2 separate regions of the Rattus norvegicus genome follow, and region 2 is linked to region 1. The links are chromatin contacts, called in public Hi-C maps. All regions are on one chromosome and are shown on one strand. The core of a region is the stretch at or near the end of the contact, and the rest is flanking DNA. Distances in the headings are between cores, read along the strand shown. Region 1 has its middle 370 kb from the start of Pkn2. Region 2 has its middle 490 kb from the start of Pkn2.

Region 1 (7,211 bases), core at 1,437-3,936:
TGTACCTATTTTTGAACAATTGCATTATTTTAAAAATATTTGGAATGCTTTATGTAGTTATTATATTATATTGTTTTATTTCTTCATAGCACTGGAGACCACATCCAAGGCTCTGGGCATACTAGATAAGTGTTATCCCACTGATTAGAACCCCAGCCCCAATTCATATATTTGTATTGTAAAAATAATTTATTTTTACCTTAAATTATGCATATTCATGTAGCATGGGGGTATAATCAGTGGAATTATAACCACTAAATTTTTATTTATTTATTTATTTATTTATTTATTTATTAGTTTCGTGACATGCATGCTGGGAATTGAACTTAGGTCCTCTGAAAGAGCAGCAAGTGCTCTTAACTCTCCAGCCCCTTGATTGTTTATGAGCAGCTTTACACGTTTAATATTGAGACAAGTAAACAGGTTCAAGTTCAGTACCCCAGTGGTAACACACACACACACACACACACACACACACACACACACACACACACACACACTTCCTTTCCTCTCTTCGCACTGGGAAGTTTTGTCCCATTACTCCTCATTGCCGGAATCCAGCGAGGCTCTGATGGCAGGACAGAGAGTGAGCTACCAGTAAAATTATTTCTTCTGTACCACTTCACAAATGCATATAATTTATACAAGTCTAAGACTTCCCTCCAAATCTTTAGAGAATTGGGATCCATTGCCTATGATGGATAGATGAATTGTTATGCTTAGGAATCCACGTATACTGAAGAACAACCACTGTAATTATGTGTAAGCATGGGTAATTACACAGTGCCCAGCTCCTGAGTCTTCCCTTGTCTCTAAAATTCTTCAATAGAGACTAGTGTCCTATCCCCCGCTTAGCCTCATTGCTTTCTCCCTTCACACACACTATTCAGTTAAGGAAAAAAAAGACACCAAGTTTCTTGGGTTTGTATTTGAGAACAATAAAGAAGAAATGACAATGAGGAGGAGAAGAAAAGAAAGGACGGGAGGAGGAGAAGGAGGAAGTAAAAGGAAGAAGAAAAAGAAGAGGAGGAGAAGGAAGAAGAGCTGAGAGAGGAAGAGGAAGAAGGTGTTACCAAGAAGATAGTGATAGGAAACAGTAATAAAGGCAGGTGCCTTAACCTTGTGACATTTAAACTAGGAATGCTGAAAATGAGGTGTTGGGATAAAGTTACTGTAAATAAGATTTTTGCCTCTAAAGGAGACTCTCCCACAAACCCCTTTTACTTTTTGATTTGCTCTCTGCAGCCCCCATTTCAATGAAATTCAATCAGTTCCATTAGCATTTCTAAATATGGGAGTCCCTCCACACAGCTGCCTTGTCTTTTCCTTCAACTGACACGCAGTGCAGCTTCTCTTCCAAAGGGAGAACCTCCCTGTGGCTACCCATTTCTTTCAGCTTGGCACTAATAATTTTCAATGGTGGAGCCAATCCTCAAGAAACAGGATATGTGATCTCATTTGATCTCATTTGAAAGGAACTGTAAATACCCAGTAAGGGTGGAAACAATGGCTCACTGGCATAATAAATAAATAAATAAATAAATAAATAAATAAATAAATAAATAAATAAATAAATAAATAAGGAGGGGAAAAGACAAGACAAAGAAATATCATTTAATAAACTACTCTTGATCCCCAGAACTTAGATATCCTCATTATCAAGGGTATTTACTGCATTCCCTTTGGAAAAAAAAACAAAAACAAAAACAAAAACAAAAACCCCGGCACTGTCTCGGTCTCCCTTTACCTGCCTCAGAAATAGAGAACGAAACATTTCATCTTTTTAATCTTTTAGGTCTACATGGAGAATGCTCTGTGTGGCTCAAATCACAACATGACCAACCTTGTTTAAAACACAACTGCTCCATAGAGATAATACTTGGAGAAAAAGGCAAAGGTTTACAAATTAATCTTTTGTTCACTGACTTACAAGACCATCTCGTGTGATGCCGAGTTAAAATTTTCTGCCTGTAATTCAATTGTAAAGCCAATCATGTACAGTTAGGAGCTAAAAAAATACCTGCTGCTGTTTACAATGGGAAATTCTGCCATCGGCTCTCTGAAAAGGGCAAGCACCATTTTGCCCTGACCAACACAGATGTCAGCTGTCTTTCCATGATGGTGCCATCCAACAGGAGCTTTTAGGACTGTAGGACGAAGTCATCACAGTGTTCTAGTCCTAACCCGGTGAACTTGTCTACGTAGAGATCAGAAGGTGAAGCAACACTGGATTTAAGGAAAACAGACCTTTGTAATCACATCTGCACAATTGAATCAAACTTTTGCTTCTAGTAGATGTCAAATTGAATTAAAACTTCAATTTATAGCAAGCTGACCATAAGCTTTTCCCTGTGGAATCTACTAGGAGTAGCTGGGTTGAGTGCCACTTGGAAATAGAGGCAACCAGAGCTTTCATTCCTGACAGATTCTTAGTGTTTCATATGCATTTACTGGGGCATCACCCTGATAAAATTAGCAAGTCCCTGCATAGGTGTGGCAAAGCCACTTCCCATGTTACCACCAACCACAGCAGTTTTCTTCACCAAATGCACTATAGACCTGGAGTGACTGTCCCCACAAGGAAATGACAAGTGAAATGACACATGATGAACAGTGCTATTCTAGAACTTGGTGACATGGAAGTGCCTCCTAAAGGAATTTCCAAATTCATGCTTGTAGGGCACAGTGAGTCACAAGTGTCAAACTGCCAGTGACATGCACTTGTAGAGGAACATTTTTTCAGAAACTGTCAGCCCTGCAACGATGAGTCAGTTAACTTTCCAACCTTCTTGGTATGTAGATAAAAACTGTGTTTATATTCATCCATGTTCTAGGATGCTGACTGGCAGTAACATTACAAAGAAATACATAGAATTCATTTCATAAGCACGGGGCACTCTTTCCAACTGGGTAAAAGACAATAGCATTGCCCCAAGCTCTCAGCCTAAGGAGGCCACATAGTTGTTACTAATGTTTGTAGGGAATACACAGCTCCTAATAGAAATTGCTCAAACCAACCTTCTTGGATTCTGATCATGGTAGATTCTCATATTACAGCTGTAAACATATGATTTTAGACAATTTCATTGAGTAATGAACTTTTCCTGAAAAACTCTAGTCTTCAAAAGTCTGTCATTCTAACGCCCTTCTGGGCAGTCTCTTAGAATCTGTGACCCTTAAACTGTCAACTTGACAATCTAGAATTACCCGAGAATTTCTCAACAAGGAATTGTCTAAACCAAGGTCTCCTATGGACAATTCTTTCAGAGATTATTGATGACACAAATTAATGTGGGCAGACCCAATCTACTATGGGCTGCATCATTCCCTAGGTTAGGAGTCCTGGGCCATATGAATAAAGAAACTCAGCTAAGAATCACTAGAAGCACCTTGCACTCATCTCTCTATTCTTGACTATAGATGATATTCTCCTTGATTTCCTTGCTATGATGGACCAAAACCTGGAATTGTGTACTAAATACACTTTTCTTCTCCTAAACTGCTTTGTGTCAGGATATTTTAGCACAGCAACAGACACAAAACTAGGGCAGAGGTGAAACAAATGTGTTTATGTGCCCATATGCTCCCGTCATGAAGGGATACAGGTAAGCAAGACCAATAATGCCAACGGTCTTTATCACTTCTTGCCTTATGTGAATCTCCTTATATGAATCTCTCTACATCGATCTCTAATGTATACAGCAGCCCTATGTTGAAGACATCATTAATCACCCATTTTACAGTTAAGAAAACTGAGATGTGAAGAGGCAAAGTCGGGGGAGCCTTTGCCTTTGACATACTGCTGTCAAGAGTTACAGAAGACTAGTGTTCAAATCTGTTTCATCCCTAATCCTGCAGGTTTAACACACTTCACTCTTTTTACATAATGTATGTTTTAGCACTGTAGAGGGAGTGAGCCAATCATTGCCAAATTTCTGGATGATTTTATGACTTACATGAACCTGGCCTTGTGAATAGCAAAGACTGGCTGAGCTCTTAGCAATGGGGGAAGTGCACTAAACACCACATTGTGTAATATGACAGCCACTCATCTCACATAGACACTGAGTACTTGGTATGTGACAATGTACCTGAAAAAAAAAAGCATTTATTTCTAGTTAATTTAAATTAACATAGGTCCAAATAGCGACCTCTGATAAGTGGCTAGTATATTGCACACATTATATCTACAAGGGAAGACATAATAATCATTGTATACCAGAATAGCACCAAGCTCTATACAGATCAGAGTGAACATGATAGATGTCAGTTTCTTACCAAAAGGGAGAACGGGAATGTATCATCAGGGAACCATGCAAAGTAGAAAGTTTCTTACAACAAACGGGGTCATACTCTATTATGACAAGCACTGCTGAGAAGAGAGAAGGCAATAACAATGAAGGAAGAAAACTGAGAGCTACGGAGCTGGTACCTAGACACTGTTGCCTTTTGGTGGACTAGAAGTTAGAAGGAATGGCTTTCAAAAATTGGGGGCTGGGGTTAGAGCTGAGTAGTGAGTCCTTGGGTTGGACATCTACGTCAACACTTCCTACTTCCTCATGCACACACAAGAGCGCATATACATACATACATACATACATACATACATACATACATACATACATACATACAAGAATAAATACGGTTGGATGGGGAGGGCTCACTGGGTCAAATGGATGTTATCCAGTAAGACTTGAGTTCAGATGCCCGGCATCCATACAAAAGCCGCACACACTGAGGAGCATCTGTAAGACCCAGGACTCAGGGACAGTAAGCAGGGACTGGCAAATTCCCAACACTTACCTCCCAGCCAATCTAATTGGTGAGCTCTGGATTCAGTCAGCAGGCTTACCTCCAAAAATATGCTGGGGATGTAGAGGAAGACAGCGTTGATATGAGAAGCAAGAGAGTAAAGATGACCTTTGTGAGCCTCGCTTCTGAGAATCATTGTTAAAAAGGTAAGAAGTGAGGCTCATACCACCAGGGCTATGACAGACGACACTAGACATCGGGTGTACTGCGCCTTTGGAAGTCATGGGGAATAAGCTATTGAGGAAGGAAGTGTTGACAATGTGGCAAACAATAAGTAGGTGACAAGTGACACTCCTGAGCACTCAGGAAGGGAGTGAAATCTCTGGACCAGTAAGAGCTGGACTTGGCAAAGAGGGGCCATTTTCCCCAATGAAAATGAAGGGCAGCATAGGTAAAGGTGGAACTGTAGACTTGTTTGCGTGATCCAGGTAAGCCAAGTTGCCCTGGAGCCTACCTTCCCTAGCTGTTGGGGCAAAGAAATGTCAGTCCAGTATCTAAACACAACTAAAGGCAACTAAACATGTTTTGTAAACTCCAGAGAAATCCTGAAAGGAGACTGCCTGCCTTAGAAACAACAGAAAGAAAAGTTGCCCAGTTTTTTGCTCTCCCTATTTCTCTCTCAACTCCAACTTTAGTTTTTCTTTTCCTTTCCTTCTTTTGTTGTGACAGACCTCCGAAATCCTAAGGAACATCTCTGTTTAAAGAAAAATGGATTGAGATAAAATGATGTCTAGTGCTAGCCCTAAAGGCTTGTGATTTTCTAAATGATAGAACCTCATATTTAAACTGTGTCTTCATATTTGAGAGAAAGTGAACAAGCTTAGAGGAATTCTGAAGGTTACCAAGATTGTTGGGGTGGTTTTTTTTTTTGAATGAAGTTACTAAAGCGCATCATATTATGTAAAAAACTAAATAAATATGGAAAACTCAAAACGGAGCCAGAGAAAGGTTAAGGATAAGGAAGGGGGATGAGCAAGAGGAGAAGAGGATAAGGAAGAGGAGGAAGCAGAAAGGGAAAGAATGGAGAAGAAGAGGAAGGACAAGAAGAGGAAGATGCAGAGGTGAGTATCACAGATGAGTGGGGGAATCAGAGTCAGTGTTGACAAGCCCTGAAAGAAATCAGGGATACATTAAGAGGCCCAGCATCTGCTCTCTTCTCCAAGAAGCTTTTGCTTTCAAACCTACTTCCTTCCCTTCTTTGCCTCATCATGGACCCAACTCTTTTTTTCTCTGAAATAACAAACAAACAAACAAAAAACCTGCAAAGCTTTCTCACCAAAGAAATGGCGCCACTTTTTACCACAGCCCAATTAACGGGGCACGCGTGGGCACACAGGATGGCAATCAGAGCCAAGCAGCTCTGCTCTTCTGCCTTTGATTTTTCACTCAGGAAGAAGCAAAGGGAGGGGGCGGCACACTTACCTCTTAAAGTGTTTGTTTGAAAATAATATGCAGAAAGAGAAAAACAATCCTCAACTAACGACCGCCTTCCTCGCCATCTGCTTAATCTAAACATTAGCATATCGCGTATCCGAGTGAACTCAGATTGCACTGGAAAGGGAGTATTCTCTGTTCTACTTTTGCAGACCCTTAATGGAGGAGTCAAGTGAGAATTCTCTATGGGATTATATGGGCTTATGGGTTTCCCATGCATGCATTTAGGGCCACATTTTCAGTCCAACTTTAACTCATCATAGGAAGACCGGAGGCAAAACTGTGCCTGGCTTAATTAGCGCAAGTACTAATCAAGTACTAATGAAATTTGCCCACAAGCAGTCCTTCAGATGAAGGCACAAGTCACACACACAATTTCCGTATATATCACTTAGCATGTCAGCACAAAAGGAGGGAAGAAATGAACAATTCCTCCCTAAAACTGGCTTCGGGCTAACCACAGGGAAACATCATCTCTACCCAGAAGTAGCACACAGGTTTCATCAGTGTAAACTCTCTAAGTCCAAAATCTGCAAACTGTATCCCCATTCACCGCATTAGGCTGCAAATTTATAAAATGACAGAGAACAATGTAGACAAAGACACTTCATTCCTCCTGATTTATGAGCTATTTAAGACTTGAACTTAGCAATGTGTGCGTGGCAGTGTTCTTTAAAATATATAGATGGTCTTTTGATCTAAAATACAAGTCCTTGGGAAGCAGTTAATACTGAATCACAATCCTATTCATGTGGGCAAAGTATTAAAAACAAAAACAAAAAAAAAACAAAAAACAAAACAAAAGAAAACAAAAAACCTACCCATTTTTCTCTCCCATTGTGATATATCTGGAGTACTAAATCTGTGTGTTAAATCTGCTGATGAAAATCTGCCCAAGCACAGGATTTATTTACAACACAAATATTAATGATGGTAAGGGAGATGTTTTCGATCTATAAATTAAA
Region 2 (7,211 bases), core at 1,627-4,126, 120 kb before region 1:
GAGGGCTCGTGTCCATAACCACAACTCTCAAGAGGCTGAAACAGGGGGACAGAAAAGCTATCTTGCAACACCTTTCTCAACTCCCGACCAACTCCTGCCCTGCAAGACAGAAAAAGAAAACCTACTTTTTTATGTGCAGCCATTGAGAACAATATTAGCAAGTAGGTGTGCCACTAGGGGGCAGGCTTTCAGCTTTTCAAAGACTTGCACTGTTTAGTCTCTTCCTCTGCCTCATGCTTCCAGATCAAGTTTTAAGCTCTCAGCTACAGCTTCACCTCCAGGTATGCTCTCCTCCATGATGGTTGTGTACTCTAACCCTCTGAAGCTGTAAGTCACAAAGAAATCGAGAGCTTTTGGTGCTGCTGTTAGGAATTTGGCATTTGTCACTGGGCTCTGACAAGGAATTAGGCTCAGATAAGAATATTAGAAACAGTGAGCATAGGGTTTTGTTTACTATTTTACTTAATTTCTACCCCGTGGGATTCTTCTGCTTACTAATTTGCTTAATTACTCTCTTGTGTGATCTCCTTGTTTACTACTTCATTTGATCACTCTGTCTTTGATCTAAGAACTGACCATGGTTTTTGGATGCGCCTAGAATGATATAAAAGCAGACTGGGAAAAGAAAAGCTGCTTCAGCCTCAGCACTGGCTGAGGTCATGTTATAGTTTTGTTTAATTGTTTTATTTTTAACACTCACTCTCTCTCTTGAGACCAGGTTGACTGACTGAGCTAGCTTGTTCAAGATAGATAGATAGATAGATAGATAGATAGATAGATAGATAGATAGATAGGGGATGGATAGACAGACTAGACCATGGTGTCACTTCGTAGCAATGAGAAGGTAACTAAAACTAAAAATACTCTTCACCTGGAGTGAATTAATTCATTCAAAACCACTACTAATACTTTCTCCAAATGAGACCACATAAATTCTAGAGGTTTTGCGTCTTCTTTCATGATATTTATAATGGTGATGACTGGAAAGTCTCTGAGTTAAAAGTATGGATTGATAGAAAGATACGATGCATACAGTGCTAGAGCTATGCATAGAAGAGAACAATCTTACCTAGACTAAGAGCTCCCTAAAAGCCCCATAATGTTGGCTATAATTGAAGCAGGGGTCAATGGGATTAGATCACATAAAGATTGGAGCCGTGCACAGGGCTAAACAAACTTAAGGGCGTGCAGTGTTGCATGTGACAATTTGAGAGCCTCATCCCTCAGAACATTTACAGAATACTGAAATTACAACACATCAGGGGTCAAAACCCAGGTTCCATCAGACTGCTACTTCACAGAAATAGCCATTTGGTCCCACTTAAATGAATAGGCTCTCTTTAGAAAGAAAAATATCTTCACCCATAAGAGCGGATCCCAAGACCCGTCATTGATTCTCTGCTAAATGTAACACATTTGGCCAATTCATTGAGAGGCAGAGCAGCTCAACATCTTTCCTCCTCAGGTTTGGAAGAAACGTCTTTACCTTTCTGGCTATAAGGCAATTAGCTCTTTTTGTAGTTGTTGAGAATACCGAAAATATAGGTTTAAATAAAATCCAGGCTTATTGTCTGTCGAATTGCTCTATCTAGTGATACTGAAGACGAGGTACGCCATGTCTATCAAAGCTTTATTTATGGGACATTTATGTATACTGACTAGTGTGAGTACATACTCAACTGCTGTAACACAACGGGAAACTTCTTATTTGGGTGGGAGACATTAGCTTTCATGTCTGACAACATTCGCTTTGGACTAAAGGAAGCCTATTTTCCCCTTTCCATCCACTGTCTAAGGACAATGGTTTAGAGAAAGGACCTTGTAAGAACTCTGAGATAGAAAATTTCTGCACATCAGTTACATACATTGAAAGTGGGTGCTTAATAGTTTTTAAAACTCCCTGTGCCAAGAGCAGCTAGAAGTGGTCAAGACAGCAAATAAGGGAATGGTATACACCCTCACACGAGGCACATTTCTAGGCAATATACTGGATCTGGGCAAGACTAAACAGACAAACAAAGAAAGAAAGACAAAAGGAAGAAAGAAACAACTGTGCAGGCCACAGCCTCATTAGATGAATGCAGAACCTTTCATAAAACTTTAGGCTTTGTGGAAATTAGCAAAGAAGACAATAACACCCCAGGAGACAATCACAAGCATTGGAGACAATCTCCAAGCCACCCACAGTGTTTCTTATCTAAATCTCTGTTTTCACTTAAAATAGAAAAAGCCCAGCTTTCTCTGACTATATAATAAGGCTTAAGTAATATTGTGAATAATGAAAAAGTTTACAGTTCTGAAAAAAATAAAAGAGTGTTAAGGGCTTCCTAATCTGAATTAAAAATGTACTCAGACATCTCAGATGAATCTTGCCTACCCTGGGAGCTAAGCCTCCAAAGAAGTTACATTGAAGAAGACAGTGAAGGAGCCTGTTCGTTAAGTGCCTTCTTCTTCTAACAGTAGGTAATACGAAAAGAAAAAGGAAAAAAAATATATGATCAGATTTTAAACCAGGGCTAATTTCCACTGAACCACAAATGGAATAATAAACAAACAAACAAACAAACATATACATGCATGCATGCATACATATGTACATACATATACCCATACACACATACACATACAAATCTTGAACACGGTAGATTCTAGAAATCCCCAGGGTTTGTTGCCTCACTGCTCTGACTAAATGTGAAGTAAACATCCTGTGAGATTGAGAATGGCTGAGAGGGCACAGGAGGTGAAACCAAAATCTGGCTTATTGCTCAGAAAAGAAGGCAAACCCATATTGTCTGCGTTATAAAGACAGCTTGAAACAGAGCATGTAGGCAAAAGTTTTGTCAGCTCATGGCCAAGAGTTGAATCAGGGCATTCATTGGCTTAGTGGATACAGCATGAGATCATCAAGTCACTGAAAATCAAAACGCTTGGGTATAGAGGAGAATAGACTTTAGAGTCTCAAAGGTTAAAAAGGAACAGTATCAAATAAACTAGAATAAAACTCAGAGGTAGGCCTGGTGATACAGGTCAGTGGTACTGTTCTTGGCTAGCATGCTTGCAGTCTGAGACTGATCTTTAGTACTTCAAAAACAACCGATAAGTAAAGAAATAGAGACAAACAAATAAAGAGGAAAAATAAAAGGAAATACAAAGAATTTCAGATAGAAGGAAAAAAAGAGGAAAAAATTAAAATCAAAATCAATAAAATCAATTCAAAATAAATTATGAAGTGAAAATTATAAAGAACATTATTACAGAAATTAGTACAGAAAAGGAAGCTAAAAATAAATACCCTCAGGGAAAGCCAATTTCCTGAAAGTTTGAGGCAAACTTCAAAGTTATCAGGCTGACCACCCATGACATAAATGAAAAAGTATCAATTAGAAATAAATAATCTCTTCTTATAAGACAAAGCAAAGAGATATGAAAATGAACCAATAAGAACGTAGGAAATGAGATCTACCTTATGGGAAAGGATATCAGGGTGTAACAGATGCCAGGATGAGATCTGTTGAAGTAAAAAAATAAAAAAAAAAAAAAAAAAACTAAGGACTTCATTCACAAGGACAAGAATAGGGACAGAGAAAGAGTTTCTTGTTTGTCTCTGTATTTGTTCATTCTGGGTTTTGTTTGGTTTCAGTTTATTTATTTTTTCTTTTTTGTGCTCATAAGCAAAACACCATTATGAAACATGAAGAACTGACTGACACAATCAATTTATATCTGGTTTGTGCATAGAAAATGGAAAAAAGAGAATGGATTAATATATATATATATATATATATATATATATATATATATATATATATATATATATATAGAGAGAGAGAGAGAGAGAGAGAGATTGGAGAAATAATATTGAAATTTTTCCCAAAATGAAGCAATGAATGCTTAGACCTGGGTACTATTATGATTATTTCCTCAGACAAATGAAGATAAATCTATAAAGGAGGTGTTTAATGAAATTAAAATCATTAAAGGTGTAAGGGGGAGATGAAATCTTAAAACTGTAAAAATATCTTTATCGTCCAGATGTAATTGTTGCTTTTATTCCCCCAGATGAAGTGATGGAATGAGAGCCATTCCCAAGCTGTGCAAATACATGGTGGGCTGAGCCCAGAGTGGTGCTGTCTCTGTTCTAGCTATCTCTAGGCCTCTGTGCAATCTATTCTCCCATGCTGATTGATTCAAACTGGCTTCTCTCATCTTCTGACTCAATTGCTCTGCTTGGCTTCAAGCTAACTGGTGATAAACTCTAATCTGGCTCCTTCTCATTCCGTATTCCCCTGTGCCTAGCTTGTTCTCTCTCTGCAACCTGCCTTTGTCAAACTGTCCCAGTAAAAACTGCCTCTCCCCACCCCTCTCCTACGCCCACACCTGTGCTGTTCCTAAATAGCCTCTCGTTCCTGTGTGTTCTTGTGTGACTGGGGCATACCAGGTCTCTGACTTGTTCTGTCCAATTTTTCTCTGATTTGTCACTTTGTCTCCCATTCAATTAGCTATCACTTTCAAGCATGGTTGCTTTTTACTAGACCCTAACCTTAACTGCATTGTTTGGGATAAAAGGTGTGTACTGAGGGGATGTCTATATTTCAGTCAGATAATACTGTAATCCATGGCATATCTGCATTTCAGCCAGATCACATAGATCTAGAAGGCCTTTGGATGTGATCTCTTGCCAAACCAGTAATGTTGTTGGATCGAGATCTCTGTATGCAAAGCTAATAGAACAAGAAGAAAGGGATTACACAGCAGCGTCTCTGACACTACCTTCTCATTGTCAGACAATGAGCGGGACTCAGAAGTTCTCAGGAGAGGCGACAATCAATAGCAGTTGTTACCCAGTTAAACTATTCCCTTGGAGACAGAGAAAATAGAATTCTAAGGCACTTTTTTGCTAAGAGGACTGTTAAAGAAGACACTTCAAGAAAATAATAAACGTGGACTGGAGGAAGTTGTGGAATTAAGGAACACGGGTGGGAAATGGATTGAGGAACTGAATCAATGAATGTAAACAGTGATGCCCAGGAAGTGGAATGCACACATGACATGTTCAAAGTAAAACAAATCAGAACCTACTTAAACAATAATGACTGTTTATTTGGCTAATTAAGCCATGTTGACAGTGGTACGCTTGAGTTACGTCAAAGACCTCAGCTTTAATTTAGGACCTTTGCAAACCAGTTATCAAAAGCAGCCATTATTCTAAAACTGGAGTGTATGAACCTGTAATCAACTAAAAGCAACTTCAAAAGGAAAGTAACAAAGTCTAAGACTTTCCGATTATATTGGTACGTTGAACTATTTCCGAAGCCCAGTTCTTCAAGTCAATCTACATCATTTGCATTACTTAAAGTAACATGCTATTGGGTTCCCTAACCTATGGTCATTGACATCACATTTGATGCTGAGACCCAACCACAGTGAAGACAATATACAACCGGAAAAAGTAATAATATCTACTGCAAATCCAGATTCCTTTCCTCTTCCAGAGAGCTGGTAGCTCTCATTCACCCACACACCACTAGCTAGGGTTTTTGTTTTGTTCTTTGCTTGTTTACATGTTTGTTTTGTTGGTGGTCGCTTTTTTTCTGTTTTTAAGAGAAACCTAGAAATACCAAATAATTCGAAGCTTCCCAAATTAAGTTCAGAAGCCAGAAGCAATAAAAAGAGAAAGAAGAGAGAGAGAGAGAGAAAGAGTTTGGGGGAAAAGGAAGAAAATACAAAAGGCAAATGTAGAATAGATAACAAAACCATGATCAATCTACAATGGGAGTCAGGACTGGAAACAGAAATCTAAACTAAGACTATAGCAGCATGCATAACTATTACAGTGTTAACCAAAACAGAAGTGGAAATAAGAGACTATCAGATTAGAATAAAAAGAAAAAAATCTACGTTCCTTTCTAGATAATTCCAAACTCAAATCACATAAAATGTCAAAAATAAAAGGAAATAAAATATTATCAAAAAATAAAAAAATTCTGCGACCATAAGCATACATCTAAGCATGTCCATGTTTGATCAAGCTGATTGTTATGTTGCTTTATTGCTCTCTAGAAAATTGTATATGGTAGTAATATTTCCTAATAAAAGTGTTTTTCAAAACAAAGTACATTTGATTCAGTGAAACAGGTGTATTCAATAAATTCTAAGCAATGTTTCTGACTCTGGCACCTCCAGAGCCTTCAGGTAGCTCATGTAGAAAAGGAAACACCGGATTTTCTCAGGTCCATGAATCAATGGCAGCAGGGTCATTGTTGCATATTTTAAAAAATACTTCTTGGAAGGGACCTTGCTTGTGTGAATAATGATGATCCTAGAAGACATGGCTGACCAAACTGAAAGTCATGTGCCAGGTCGGTAGAACCCTACATAAAGTATTGATCAGGAATAGTCCCTAAGGTAGGTCTAAGGCAGCCTTGGCCACTATCATTACTCTTAACAAGATACGGCCCGGTTACTGAAGGTACTATATACACTGTGACTGTGGGAAAGAGAGAAATTTACTTGGATTTGAATCAGAAGCTCTTCCATGCTGGCTAGTTTCCATAGATCTGGTGCTTATGCAATGAGGCCAAAAAGAAGGCTACTAAGAGAAGAGCCATCAGTTCAAAAGAAAATGAGTTTGTGGTTGGACATTGTCTTGAAAACAAACACTAATGAACTTTGCTCAGTTTTCCTTTCTCGAGAAACTATGTGTAAGAAACAGAGCAAAAAAAATGGATAACAATGGAGTTTAACAGGAAAATGGGAAATCATGACTGGAAGTAAAAAATGCTTCAAGAGCTATGAGCATTTACAGAACAAGTTCTTTGCCAAAAGTTGAAATTAGGGTGGAGGGACAAGAGAGCCCCTAAACCTCCCTTGATTGTCTGTGTATGGACATTTGCAGGAGGACAGAGTCACTACCATCTGGATCATTTCACAAGTTTGTGATTCTAAATAGATTAATTCCTTTGATCAAAGAAAATGTGTACAAAGAGCTAAGGTACTTAACCACTGAGCCATCTCTTCAGCTATGAGCTAAGGTACTTAAAAAGAGCCTCCCCTAAATTTTGTGGCATTTTAGGGGCAAGTCACAATGATACTGTGCAACCAGAGTCATGACCACCTGTGGCTCATCCACAGATCAGGTCAGCCCTCTTCCAGCAGCAGTCAGTGGGTGAACATGCAGGAAGAGGAATCCACAGGAAAGGACCCGAGACTCA

What was found. Hi-C and Micro-C count contacts between places; a contact is called where the count stands out from the background.
Region 2: a contact with region 1 is called in a Hi-C map of Schwann cells, with 4 times the contacts expected there. The contact joins two enhancer-like sites. A contact is called at or near these places in 4 of 12 Hi-C or Micro-C datasets (the Rat2 cell line, Schwann cells, frontal cortex and 1 more).

What each region holds. Positions count from the first base shown.
Region 1 is chr2:234,926,821-234,934,031 of GRCr8, reverse strand. No RefSeq gene overlaps it. Among named protein-coding and RNA genes, the nearest start is that of Pkn2, 370 kb to the right of the region's middle. Within about 2 kb of position 2,686, at least 3 of the 93 cell types and tissues checked have an H3K27ac peak or open chromatin away from gene starts, as enhancers often do. A contact at or near this core is called in Schwann cells, where this site is marked.
Region 2 is chr2:235,047,801-235,055,011 of GRCr8, reverse strand. No RefSeq gene overlaps it. Among named protein-coding and RNA genes, the nearest start is that of Pkn2, 490 kb to the right of the region's middle. Within about 2 kb of position 2,876, at least 2 of the 93 cell types and tissues checked have an H3K27ac peak or open chromatin away from gene starts, as enhancers often do. A contact at or near this core is called in Schwann cells, where this site is marked.